2 separate regions of the Sus scrofa genome follow, and region 2 is linked to region 1. Evidence: chromatin contacts called from public promoter capture Hi-C data. All regions are on one chromosome and are shown on one strand. The core of a region is the stretch at or near the end of the contact, and the rest is flanking DNA. Distances in the headings are between cores, read along the strand shown.

Region 1 (6,786 bases), core at 3,786-6,285:
TTATTTACATCATTTCGGGGTAGTAGTTCATACTTAGTTAAGCCTGAAACTATGGCTAAATATCTTTTACTCTTGCTGAATATATACATGTGAATTGAGATTCCCCAACTTGGTTAATGGCAAAACTAAAAATCTGAATTGGACTGCTGATAAAGAATTTATCTTTATCGTAAAAAAATACAATCTTGAACTGAACATTTCTTTCATATTAACTGATCATGGACAGTTCCAATCTTCTCTTAAGGAACTTTTCTTTCTTTTTTGTTTAGGGCCACACCCACTGCATATGGAGGTTTCCACGCTAGGGGTCCAATTGGAGCTGTACCCACTGGCTTATACCACAGCCACAGCAACGCTGGATTAGAGCCGCATCTGTGACCTACACCACAGCTCATGGCAAGGCCAGATCCTTAACCCACTGAGTGAGGCCAGGGATTGAACCCACATCCTCATGGATACTAGTTGGGTTTGTTAACCACTGAGCCATGAGGGGAACTCCAGGTAGGCATTTTTTGTTAGTTGATTTATCATCACTTGTATTTCATTGGAATTTAACATTTGTAGTTTAAGCAATGAATAGCCCTAGAGTTCTCTGGTGGCTCAGCAGGTAAGGGACCCAGCGTTATCGCTGCTGTTGCGCAGGTGCGATTCGTGGCCCAGGGAACTTCTGCATACTTCGGGAGCAGCCAAAAGAGAGAGAGAGAGAATGAATAGGCGTATTTGATTCCTACTATACTTTTTTTTTTTTTTTTTGTCTTTTTAGGGCAAAACCCATGACATAGGGAAGTTTCCAGGCTAGGGGTCGAATTGGAGCTACAGCTGCGGGCCACAGACGCAGCCATGCCAGCTCTGAGCCACGTCTGTGACCTACACCACAGCTCACAGCAATGCCAGATCCTTGACCCGCTGAGCAAGGGCAGGGATTGAACCTGCATCCTCATGGATACTAGTTGGGTTCATTACCGCTGAGCCACGATGGGAACTCCCTTACTAATCTTTTAAAAAAGTTTCCAATGTTGGCACTTGCCAAAATCAGATCCTTTAACGCACTGTGCTGAGCTGGGTGTGGAACCTGTGTCCTGGTGCTGCAAAGATGCTGCCAATCCCATTGTGCCACAGTGGGAACTCCGTGTATGCCTTTTTTTTTCTTTTTAGGGGCCACACCTGCAGCATATTGAAAAGCCCCAGGCGAGGGTTTCTAATCAGAGCTGCAGCTGCTGGCCTATGCCACAGCCACAGCCACACCAGATCCGAGCTGCATCTGTGGCCTATACTACAGCTCACAGCAACACCAGATCGCCGACCCACTTAGTGAGGCCAGGGATCGAACCCGAATTCTCAGGGATACTAGTTGGGTTTGTTACCACTCAGCCACAATGGGAATTCCCATGTGTGCCAGTTTTAATCCTGTTTTTCACCTTATGTTTTTGCATGTCCCCATGAATTATTCTTCATAGCATTATTTGGTAGCTGTGTATTATTCCAGTGCATGATAAGAGAAATTTTAGTGCAAAATTAAAGGCATTTATTTTTAAAACAATAGGGATGAGTTTATGTAGACTGCCTGCTGATATCTTGACATGAAATGCCCTTAACTAAAAATTAAGTACAAGGCAACTCCAGTTTTCGAACACATTCTGAGTGGCTGTAACTTTTATTTTTATTTTATTTTATTTTATTTTATTTTTTTTTGTCTTTTGTCTTTTTGTCTTTTGTTGTTGTTGCTATTTCTTGGGCCGCTCCCGCGGCATATGGAAGTTCCCAGGCTAGGGGTTGAATCAGAGCTGTAGCCACCGGCCTACGCCAGAGCCACAGCAACGCAGGATCCGAGCCGCGTCTGCAACCTACACCACAGCTCACGGCAACGCCGGATCGTTAACCCACCGAGCAAGGGCAGGGACCGAACCCGCAACCTCATGGTTCCTAGTCGGATTCGTTAACCACTGCGCCACGACGGGAACTCCCTGGCTGTAACTTTTAAATGCAAGAAAGGCCTTAGTATAATTAATGTATTCTGCTCATTACCAGATGCTGTTCCTAAGGATTCCAGTAGGTGGCAGAACAGACTAGATAATAGCAGTGGTGCACAACCTTAGCCAGCTTGGGAACCACCTGCTGGACTCCACCTCAGAGCTTCTGATTCATTAGGTCTGGGGTCCCGCCCAGTAATTTGCATTCCTACCAAGTCCAGGGTGATGTGAATGTGCTGTAAGGAAATTACACATTGTGAGAACGCTGGATTATAGGAATCAACGTAAACCCACCCAAGGGCCATTCCATCCAGTCCCTCTTGTAGGCAACATGGGTACAGAGAAGAGTAAGATATAGTTCCTGTTCTCAAGACACAGTATCTTGGGGGAGAAAATAAGAAATAAAGAAAAAAAACCGCTTAGTCAGTTTAGGCTGACACACAGTCTTCATAACTTTTTTTTCTGATTACCACTCAAATAGAGTTCAGGCTCTGTGCCCTTAAAGCTTGAATGATCAACCAGCTCAGGAGTCTCCTTACATGGCTAAATCTGCTGAACCAACACACTCGGGAATGTTTGCTTTCCTGTGAAACTCTCACAGATGGACAATCTCCTCTCTGAACTCGCAGAGGCCTGAAATACAAAAGCACACCTGACAACCCCCATCCCTGACTGTGCATTAATGAGCAAAAATAAAACACTAGGATGACTGGACTGTGTTCTTGAAATCTGTACTTGGTTGCCTTTAAAATGAGTTCTTCATTTCAATTTCAACATATTAATTTTGGAAAAAAAAGTTTTTTTGTCTTTTTTTAGGGCTGCACCTGCGGCATATGTAAGTTCCCAGGCTAGGGGTCAAACTGGAGCTGTAACCGCTGGCCTATGCCACAGCCACAGCAATGCGGGATCCAAGCCATGTCTGCGACCTACACTACAGCTCAAGGCAATGCTGGATCCTTAACCCACTGGTCGAGGCCAGGGATCGAACCTGCATCCTCACGGATGCTCGTCAGGTTATTTCCACTGAACCACAGCAGGAACTCCTGGAAAAAAAATTTGCCCATATTTTCCTTTAAATATTATCAGTCACCTGTGGTACCTCTTCCTCAGGAAAAGACAGTTCTATATATCCAGTACTGTTGCTGAGCTCTCTGCTGTACTTTGACAGGTAATACACAATTTGTGACATACATTAATTACTGGGTTGTAAACTGATTATTGATAGGCTTGCTTGACATTAATCCTTTTTATGGAAAGAAAATTTCAATACATGCCTTGGGTGGAATTCCTACTTCTAAATTAGTGATTCCTAGATTAGTGAAACTTTGTAATTCATCTCAATGTTTCCCAAGTTTTCGAAAACGTACTAAGAATACATGGTTGAGGGGGAGGGGGAGGGAGTGGGAGTTTGAGGTTAGGAGATGCAAACTACTAAATTCGGAGTGGATAAGCAATGAGATCCTGCTGTATAGCACGGGGAACTATATCCAGTCACGTGTGATGGAGCACGACGGAGGATAATGTGAGAAAAAGAACGTGTAACTGGTTCACTTTGCTGTACAGCAGAAATTGACAGAACATTGTAAATCAACTATATTAAAAAATAAAAATTAAAAAAGAATGGGTAAAAGAGGAAGACAGAATTCAAAAGAAATACAAATAAGCACACATAAAAATGTCTTCATGTTAAATAACAATAATAGCAACCTCGGGAATTTTTTTTTTTTTTTTTTTTTTTTAGTGCCGCACGCATGACACATGGAATTTCCCAGGCTAGGGGTCAGATCAGAGCGCAGTGCAGCTGCTGGCCTACACTACAGCTCACAGCAACACTGGATCCCCAGCCCACTGAGTGAGGCCGGTGACCGAACCTGCATCGTCATGGATACTAGTTGGATTCATTTCTGCTGAGCCACAACAGGAACTCCTGGGATATCTTCTTTATACCTACTTAATGGACCAACATTTAAAATAACTACTGAACACTGATGACGTTGTGTTGAACACAGACTCAATCCAGCAAGGTGACAACATAAATCCCTTTAACCTATTTGGAAAGCCACATGATAAATCTGAAGCAAAGGCCATGAAGTGTTCCTTCCTGGAATGGAGGTTTCTAGGGGGCCAGAACTGTTCTTTCTTGACTTGGATAGTGGTTGGACAGGTATTCACTCTACAACTACTCAATAACCTTTGTGTGTTTTATGCTCTCTTCTGTGTCTATAACAACAACAAAAAACTAAGAAAAAATTTCTTCTGTTTTCACCAGTAAGTCATCTACTGGGAACTTGTTCTAAGAAAATAATGTGCAAAGAAGTTCTCTGTGGAATTATCCAAAAAGCAAAACTGGAAACTACTTAATTATCCACCAAAACAAGAATGATTAGCAAATTATATGCAATAAAGAAATGTTACAAAGTATTACAGTAATTGCCAAGATTTAGAGCACATTGCTGACAGCATAATACAAAACAATGATTTGTAATCACATAAACCTACACATACACATGCATAAGGAGTAGAAGAGAATACTAAAAGTCATTATAATAAAGGCGTCTGGGTAATTTTCTCCATAGGTTTGTGTTATTGTCAGATTATCTCTGCCACAAAGAGAACAGAACATGCGGTTAAAATGCAAAGGACAGAAACACCCCACTGGCAAGGACAACTCATGTCTAATCAGAATGATCATCAAACATTCTGTGCAAGTGTACTCAGAATGTTTACAGAATACGGCAGAACAGGGAAGTCTAAGAGAAGAGCTGTGTGTAATTGATCTTTCATTTTTCTTAAAGCTCTGATATTCTCAAGTTATTTTTCCTCCATAACATGTAGCCCCTAAGATAATCCATGGAACTTATTAAAATATCAAGAATTTATTGAGCATCGTTTAAGAACCCAATTCTAAAATGCTGCTGGAAATACAATGGATTCACCTACTAAATTCTGAAAAATGTAGAGATTAAGGGTAAAAGTTAATTGTTTGCCAACTGCAAAAGGTACTACATGATGAATCGCCAAATGAATTGCACAACTACCTATCCTGGAACAAAACACTGAGTCTGCCTGAGTGGGGGATGGTGGTTAGCAGAGGCTTTAAAGACAGTGGGAGGTCAGTGGGGTCCTACAGCTGGCCCAAGGACAGGTAGAAAGAACAGGGAGGACCCAAGGTACAAAAGCAGGAAAAGAAAGACCATGTATTATTTGAAGAGATGAGTTAGGACTCAATTACGTTAATAAATCTAGACTCCCTCTGTTGATAATAAATCTAAGGAGTCATTAAGGTGGCTGAACAGAGGAGCCATGTGCTCAAAAAACTTGAGGAGACACCCTGGAAGCAGAGTCCATGATGGCTCAAAAGGCACACATGAGTGGTGAAGGGGGAGGACAGAGGTCCAGGTCCGGATCGAAGGGACCAAAGTAGGCAGAGAATGGGAAAGGAAACAAGACAGAAAAAAAACCCAGGTCTGTGGAGGCTAAATGTCCTGGCCCCAACCTCATCCTCACCACATACTACTCCTCTAAGCAATGAGCCGCTCTTCCAAGCCTCAGTTCTCATCTGTAAAACAGGAAGGACAGTCTGTTCTATGATGGTGCTACCTGGGATCAAAGGCACAGGACCATGTCAAATGACAAGGAGTCTTATAAATGTAAATTAAGAAGAAAGAATGGACCAACTTGGGGATGTGCTGAACAGAGGGCAAAAGAGAGGAAGCTGACTCCAAGGTCTTGACCCTGCCTAATGCTACTTTTCCCACTTGCATCTATTCATGAAGAGCACCAAAATCCTTGTTCCCCTTCTTGGATCTCATTCAGAAATCACTATATTGTTGAGCTACATTCTAGAACATGAAGAAAGATGTAAAAGAACAGGGACAGCTTAGATCACTTGAGGGGCAGGTCCATTTCTAAAAACGCCTTCTAAAACACGCTTGCTTTTGACAGGTTCCCTCGGGATTGGCTGGGGGGAGAAAGCAAGAAAATAGTCTTAACTACAGAATGTAATTTTTAAGGAAATGCAGCTTTATTTCTTTCAAGTACAAACAGAACTTGGGCGTGGCTAACCAAACGTTGCCTAATTGAGGGAACTTGCTTTAAAGTAAAGGTATAATGATTTATATTAGCACAATCACTCACGGGTAGAAGAATGCTTCTCTGATGCATGAAAATAACCTCTCATCTTAGAGAGACATCTTGTTCCACAATCACTCCACTATGTGCGTAAGCAAGCCCTTTTCCCCTGCCCACCCACCCCACAGAGACAGTTCAAACATAAACGTCACGTCATTCCCCCCCGGATCACAACATACATCAAATGAGTGAAACGTGAGTTACACATCGCTGTAGATGTAGGATTGGTGAGTCCAGCCTTTTTCAACCTGAGCCTTCTCATCAAGAGTGTACTAAGTCGAAATTAGTGAAATATGGCTGTTCACCATTTGAGTATACAGACACCAATGATGAGCTTTTGTCATCTGAATTCGTAATTTTCCAGGTTTAAATACAAGAAAACACATTTTTATTTGAGCATGTTCATGAAGAGTGGAAGTAGCTGTGAATTATTTAAGCTGCAATAAAGGAGGTTTTGTTATCACACTGGTCAAGACTGAAGTACTAGTTTTAAGCAACTAAGCCATTCTGGAGAAGACTGGAAACACACTGAAACAACTTTGACAGCAAAGGACCTTTTTGCCTTGAGCATGATCATTCAGCCTTACTAGGCTGACGGGAATGGTACAAAGACGATCTAGTAATACATTTGAGGGTTTATCCTGAAAAAAATTCACTTTCCTAGAATAGGCACAGGGAGCCTTGG
Region 2 (7,301 bases), core at 1,735-4,234, 110 kb after region 1:
AGAGATGCTGAGCCTGGAAACTGGGGCCGGGGAGGAAAGGTTTACCCTCTTGATCTTCCGAGATAATACAGTCCATCCGTCCACCGGCACAGCACATACTGGCCCTCTGTCAGCTTGGACATCAGGTCTTTGAAGTTGTTCTTGGCTTTGGCCAAGGCCCCTTTGTTGGGAAGGTGGCTGGTGGCACCATAGGAGTCCCGAGTCCCTGGGTCCACACCTCGATTCTCCATCAGCTTCCACTGACACTACAAGAGAGACAGAAGAGAGTTTTGACTCCTTGCTTCAAGGGAAAGGGAGGGAAGGAAAGAAACATTTATGTAACCTGTGCTCTGTGCCAGATGCTTTTTATCATTTCACTGGATCCGCGTGACCACCCTGTGAAGGAGACATTACTGTTCCCATTTTACAGGTCAGGAAACTGAGGTTTGGCAAAGGGCAGTGGCTAGACGATCAGAGGCAGAGCCACGGTCCATAATCAGATGAACCGATCCTAAGTCTTGCTTTCTTCCCACCTAGAGAACGAACCTTCCAACCAACCACAGAGCAAAACCTCCCTGCCCAGGGGGCCCTGAACCACACTCCCTGGCTTCAGAGTCAGAGGCTTTATCCCTTAAGCAAACACACTTCATGTTCTCTGAGTGGAGGGCCTTCTCCAGGGGAGCAGCGGGAAGTTTTCGGCCCCCTGACCCCTACCCTGAGAGCTGGCCAGAGAAAACCCACCTAGAAAGGAAAACGCCTGGGTGGCTTGTGAACTGGTATAGACTTGGCCATCTGTGTCTTCTGTAATCTCCTTTTCTGTTCTCAATTATGGGATGATTTAATGGAAACCAATTCTGGGACATTTAAACTCACTTATGTTTTTAGTCAGAGGCAAACTGGCTCCAAGCAGCGAAGTCATCGCCATGCCAACCTCTGGGCATCTGTCTCTCACCATCCTACAAAATGGGCTGCTGCCCATTGCTTTCTCTCTTCCTGCTAATGGTACCAATATAGTCCCAAAACCCCCAAGCATCTTAGACTTCGCCAACCAATGAGCGGCCACAGCTGACTACCTTTAAGCACAGTGACTTCTGGCCCCTCTTTTCCATCCTCCTGTCCTGATCTGAGTTTAGGCTTCATCTTGTCTGGGCCAATCATTCATTCAAGAACAGCTTCCTAAGCCTTGTGCTCACTCTCCTATGCCAGGCACCTGGGATGGGGAAAGCGCCACCAGCACCCAGTGCTAACAAGCCACTCTCCGCTTTCCTGCCTCCCCCCAGTCTCTTCCACAGGTTCCTCAGTCCCCACCTTCTTATTCTCCCCTCCAGAAACCTTCTGCGGTTCCCAGTGCCTTCAATGGCATTCAGAGCCCTCCCCAAGGCTCCTTCCTCCCCAGTCTGGGCTCACCTGGCTCCAGGCCCCTCCACACACTCTCCACTAAGCCAAACACAGCCTCCCTCTGTTCCCTGCACCCGCTGCTCTGGTCCCCTCCTTCCCTGCCAAGGTGCTGGACACCTGGTGTTCCAATTACCTGCAGACAGGGAGACTACAGTGTGTTCGTGTGGGTGTGGGTGTATTCCTGTGAGTTTGTGTTTTATGCCTACAGCCTTGTGTCAGTAAGGGTACGACACAGAATACTTGTGTGTGCATGTTAAGAGCCCTGGGGCGAGCTGGGCATTGCCGGGGTCTTCTCTCTCCAGATGGTGGCGCGGCCACGTCCCCTTCTCCCTCCACCCCCCTCGTTCCTCTCTCTTCTTCGGGGCAGAGCGTACAGGCACTGGGCAGGGTGTGCAGTCCAAATCTCTGCCTTCTCCCTGCCACCTGGCTCCCGGGCGCTGCAAGGTCCCTGCCCGCTAGGCCTGGGGCCCGGGCCGCGGCAGGTTCACAAACTGACACTTCCTCCCCCGCCGCGCCGTTGGGAGCAGGCCCGGTCGCCGCGCCCCCGCCTTGGCCGGGCCGGGGCCCTCGGGTGGCGGCCCCCCACCCGCGCCTCCATCCTCCCGGAGCGGGCCCCCGAGGGCTGTGATTGGCTGATTCAAACCCATCTGCAAAGAAATGCCTGTTTGCGGGTTCTCGTCGGCGTCCAGTTCAAATCCGCGGCACCCGGAGCGGGGCCGGGCGGGGGCAGGAAGCGAGGATGATTCATGCGCCGGGGCCTCTCCCAGGGCGGCCGTTGGCTTTTTAAAAAGAGTGCTCGGGAGGAGAAAAAAAAAAAAAAAAACTTGCAGAAGTACCCCCTTCGGGTTCAAGCGCTCTTCTCTTCAGTCGCTCCGACGCCAAGCCTCCCCCATCCCAATCCTGCCGCAGCCTGACTTCGGACGTGAGCAAAATCCCAAACGCTCCCATCGGTCTCCAAACACCCCGCCCCAAAAGAAAAAGTAAAGATTTGGGGCTCGGGAATAGCGATCTGTCACACACACCCTCAAAAAGCTCGGGGACCGGTGAGGGGCTCCAGCCTCCCCGCGCACACTGTTCACCCCCTCCGCCCCAAGCGTGCAGCTCCCCAGAACTCCAACACCCCCACCCCCGGAGTCGTAAGATCCGCCAAGTTCAGGGAGATTTCCAAAAGAGGAATGACTGCAGGGAGAAGAGAGTGTGGCAGGGAGTCCCCCGAGCCGGCCGCCTGCAGCGCTGAACTTACCGCGAGGCTGTGTATCCGCCGGTCCCACTTGGAGTCTGGCCACCAGGCGCATCGGTGGCGGAGGCGGCTGCGCTCGGCCCGCGGCTGCCCGGCCGAGTGTCCGCCCGTGGGGCCGGGGTCGGGGTCTCGGCGGGGGCGGGGCGGGGCGGGGGCGCCGCGGGGAGGGGGGGCGGAGGAGGAGGGAGGGGCCGGGGCGCTCAGGAAGGGGGCCCCCGGGCGCGGGGCGCCATCTTTTTCGCGTTTTCCCGCGAATTATTGACGTCCCGCTTATGTAATTAACGGGGGCCGCGCCGGCCTCGCCATTGGAGCCCGCGGCCGCGGGGCCCCGCAGCGCCGCCCGCTCTCCGGCTCCCGCCCCCGGGCCGCCCCCGCGCCGCGCCCAGGCCCCCGCCCCCGCCCCCGCGGGCGCGCATCCTCCGCCGCCACCGCGCGCCCGGCGCAGAAACGCGGAGCCCGCGCCCTGTCCCGGCCGCCCCGCGGAGGCGCAGACAAGACCCGGGCACACGCGGAGGCACGCACTTGCAGAGGAGACACAACTCTGCGCGCAGGCCACAGGCGTCAGCTGGCACAGACACACAGCAGGGAGGTGCAGACACACGCTCGCTGCGTAGACATAGACATAGAACAACCCAAACGGGATTCGCACAACAGGAGCACACGACATCCACGCACTTGCAGCGTGGACAGTCTGCACACGCGCAACACAGAAACAGATCCACGCGCACACAGTTCAAACACAGGTTCACAGCACATGAGATACACGACGCAACACACAATAAAGAGACAGAGTAAAGACACAAATACACAGGAGAGACGCACCGTGTGCACAGCATGGACACAAAACAGGGCATACACGTAGGGCAAACAGGCATAGAGCCGCAACACAGTCATAAACACAGGCACACAAAGAAACTGTACACCAATCACAAAGTGCACACAAACGCAATGCACAAAAACAACACAGATACAATCGCAAATACATACCACACACACAAACACAACGTTGAAATAAATGGCATACAGTGACGGACGACATGCGGAGTCATAGGAATAGGGCTTTGAGGCAAGGGGCCTGGCTCCAGCCGGATCTGGTCCTTGCCCTGGGGAGAATGGGCAGAAATGTCCACATCCAGACTCTCTCTTTGGAGGTGGCCTGGGGTGAAGAATACTTGTCAACCCCTTCCCTTGCCCCTCAGCCCTTCTCTCACCTGCTCCCATCACACTCTCCAGGCACCTGTGTGGCAGGGGAGTGTGTACCTCATGGGTGTGGTCAGTGGACAGCACTCCACCCCTTCCCTGTTGACTGTCAAGTTGTCCATCCCTGGCCCCCTGCTTTGGGCTGTGAGCTCTCTTGCTGTGTGGGTCTGCCCTTAGGATGCACAGGGCAGATATTATACTTGGAAGCACTTATCTCTGGGCTCAGAGGCCAGTTCCACCGATAACCAACCCTGGGACCCTGAGCACAGCACTTTAACTCTTAACCTCAATTTCCTCATCTACATTGATTTACTGGGAAGGTTAGAGTTAACATATGCAAAGCCCCCAGCAGCCAGTGCAGTAAATGATTATTGCACTTTGTCAAGAAGTGATAGATTCATTGCGGGCCCCCTGGGTAGAATTAGAACTGGGAGCTGTGGGGCCCCAGTCTCTGGGGGAGTCAGGCATCAACAAAAACACACTATGAAGGGCGTGGGGCAATGAACTGGATGTGGCATTGGAGGAGTCCTGGCTTCAAGTTCAGCTCTGCCTCAGAGCCAGAGGGAAATTCTGGGTGAGCCAGTCCCCCTGTAGAAATGTTGCCTGTCTGTCCAAAGAGGGTGATGATACTACCCCATCTTACAGGACCATTGGAGAGATGAGGACAGACTAGCATATTGCAGGAGCAGGTGCTTTCGTAAATGAGAAAGTGCTATGCAAAATGAGTTGTTAAAACATTACAAGAAACAATAAAAGCCACTGGAAAGGTATAGTTTCAGGTAACTCTAACTGAATTGAGGAGCAAGGGTAACTATCACAGAAAAGGTGGCATTTAGATGGAATGTGGAAATCCGGGGTAGGTGCTCCCTGCGGAGGGTACGGTGTGTGCAGGAGGCCTGGGACAGAGCGAGAGGCGTCTCCTGGGCTGGAGTTCAGGTGTGCGGAGGGTAAGGCTGGAGAAGGTGGAGCTGAGTGTCCCAGGCTGAGCTTGGTTTTCAGCCCACAGGCCAACCAGGACCACTGAGCAAGTTGTAAGCTGTGTGTGTTCTAGAGAGAGCGGCAAGGAGTCCAGAGCAGAGAAGGGCCATGATCTGAGTTTGCTTCGGATCTGGCAGAAGTAGGTTGACAGTGTGGACAAACCAGAGAAAAGAACGTCAATTTAAAAAAAAAAAAAAATGGGTTAAGGATATCAACAGGCAATTCACAAAAGAGGAAACCTAGGTGGCCAAAAATATGAAAAGATGTTCAGCTTCAGTGGTCATGGGACATGCAAATGAAAAGAGCTATGACACACCATGTCAGATCCACCAGACTGGCAAGGAATAAGAAGTCACTATGGGGGGTGGGTGAGGACCTGGCACCCTGGTAATCCTCATACCCCCTGGCAGGAGATGGACATCAGTCCAGCTACTCTGGAGAACAGTGTGGCCACATCTAATAAAGTTGAAGATGCTCTTATCTACAATTCAATGACTCCACTCCACTCACTCAGCATATAATTGTGAAAAATTAGAAACTAATGATCCATCAACAGCAGGGCAGATAGATTAAATTGGGGTCTCCTTATGCAATGGAATAATATACTGGAAAATAAACAAGGCTGTAAGCTTCAATATAGAGACAGTCTAGAAAAAAAAAATCAAGTGGTAGAATACTTTGATACAAAGTATTTTTTAAAATTTGAAACTTGGAGTTCCCACCAGGGCGCAGTGGAAAGGAATCCGACTAGGAACCATGAGGTTGCGGATTCAATCCTTAGCCTCACTCTGCAGGTTAAGGATCCAGCATTGCTGTGAGCTGTGTTGTAAGTCGCAGATGCCAATCAGATCTGGTGTTGCTGTGGCTGTGGCATAAGCCGGCAGCTGTAGCTCCAATTTGACCCCTAGCCTGGGAACCTCCATATGCTGCAGGTGCAGCCCTAAAAACCAAAAAATAAAAATAATAAAATTAATTCTAAACTCTACTACAGAAGAATTTTTAGGGATATAGTCAGAAAGTGAAAGTGTTAAGACTTGCTTGGAAATTAAAGACACCAAATTTAGAATAGTAGTTACCTCTGGGAAGAGAGGGGATGGGAATGAGATCAAAAGAAGTACATGAGGATTTAATTATATCTGCACTGTTTTATTAGGAAAAAAATAGCTGAAGCAAATATGGCCAAGTGTCAAGATTTGACAAAGCTGGGTGGCTTGTCCCTAAGGTGTTCTCTCTGATTCTTCTCCTTGGCAAGTCCAAAACGTTTCCTTAAGTCTCTAGATGTTGGAAACATTTGGTAATGATAACGATGGGGCGGCAGTAGGACAGGGAGATTATAGCAAAGGAGGTTTGATCACAGCACTACCTGTCACATGTGCAGAGCCGTCACAGCTCACAGGGTCCGAACACGTCTGTCACCTGAGACTTGCCTGCATGGCTGGTGTCAGGTCTGTTCCCAGAGGAGAGAATGAAGGCTGGGAGGGGTGGTGGGACTTCCCCAAGGTCACACACAGTAGGGACGAGTACCCTTACCCTCTGCTATGTCTCAGGGGAGACCAGCAAAGGCCTCACAATATAGAGAGGGGTCTCCTGTTTTGCAGGAATCCATTTCCCTCTAGGTTTACTTTCAATTTTGGATCCTCAGAAAATACAGAAAAGCACAAGGAAGAAAAGAAAAGTCACTTGTGATTTTCACTGTCTTGCTTTTTAAGTCGGCTTTATTGAGGTATATATAATTCACATACAATAAATTCACCTAGTTTAAACATGCAACTTTTTTTTTTTTTTTGGTTTTTTTAGGGCCGCACCCACGGCATATGGAGGTTCCCAGGCTAGGGGTTGTAGCTGCCAGCCTACACCACAGCCACAGCAACACTGGGATCCAAGCTGTGTCTGCGACCTACACCACAGCTCACAGCAACGCGGGATCCTTAACCCACTGAGCGAGGCCAGGGATTGAACCTGCATCCTCATGGATGCTAGCAGGATTTGTTTCCGCTGAGCTGCAATAGGAACTCCCTACAGTCAGATTCATAACTCACTACACCACAGTGGGAATGCCTCTCTTTTTTTTTTTTTTTTTTTTTTTTTTTTTGCTGCATCAGCAGAAACCAGAGCTATAGCAGTGATAAGGAGGACCCTTAGCACACTGTGCCACAAGAGATCCCCAACGCTATCCTAATTCTTGAGAACAGAATTGTTTTAGAAGTATACATTCCAGTACTAGACCAGCTAGCATGTATGAAAGTGCTCTACCAAGAAGAAAATGCTTTTCACAAATTTGAATAATTATGATTATAATAAAAGTTTTGGAATAATGAAGATAAAGTTGCTGTCATCCTTAAAAGCAGGCGGACTGAGTAGGCAGACCTGTGTTTTGTTGCCTGAAGCTGGGGGTCAGTTTATAATGGCATCGGCATGGAGGTGCTAAGACCTTTCAAATTAGAATAGAAAGGATGACTGTTAACACCATTTAAATATCTTTTTTAAAAAAGAAAGAAAGTGTTGA

The links. Promoter capture Hi-C pulls out the DNA fragments that hold promoters and counts their contacts.
Region 2: a promoter capture Hi-C map of fetal liver shows a contact between it and region 1, with 2.4 times the contacts expected there. The contact joins the promoter of PHF19 here to the enhancer-like site in region 1. A contact is called at or near these places in 1 of 5 promoter capture datasets (fetal liver) and 1 of 47 Hi-C or Micro-C datasets (heart right ventricle).

The regions. Positions count from the first base shown.
Region 1 is chr1:260,802,301-260,809,086 of Sscrofa11.1, forward strand. No RefSeq gene overlaps it. Among named protein-coding and RNA genes, the nearest start is that of FBXW2, 35 kb to the right of the region's middle. Within about 2 kb of position 5,036, at least 4 of the 83 cell types and tissues checked have an H3K27ac peak or open chromatin away from gene starts, as enhancers often do. A contact at or near this core is called in fetal liver, where this site is marked.
Region 2 is chr1:260,916,792-260,924,092 of Sscrofa11.1, forward strand. It overlaps PHF19 (PHD finger protein 19), which reads right to left and starts at 2,985. Exons shown (of 15, transcript XM_021068142.1): 1 at 2,621-2,985; 2 at 46-245. The coding sequence starts at 2,672.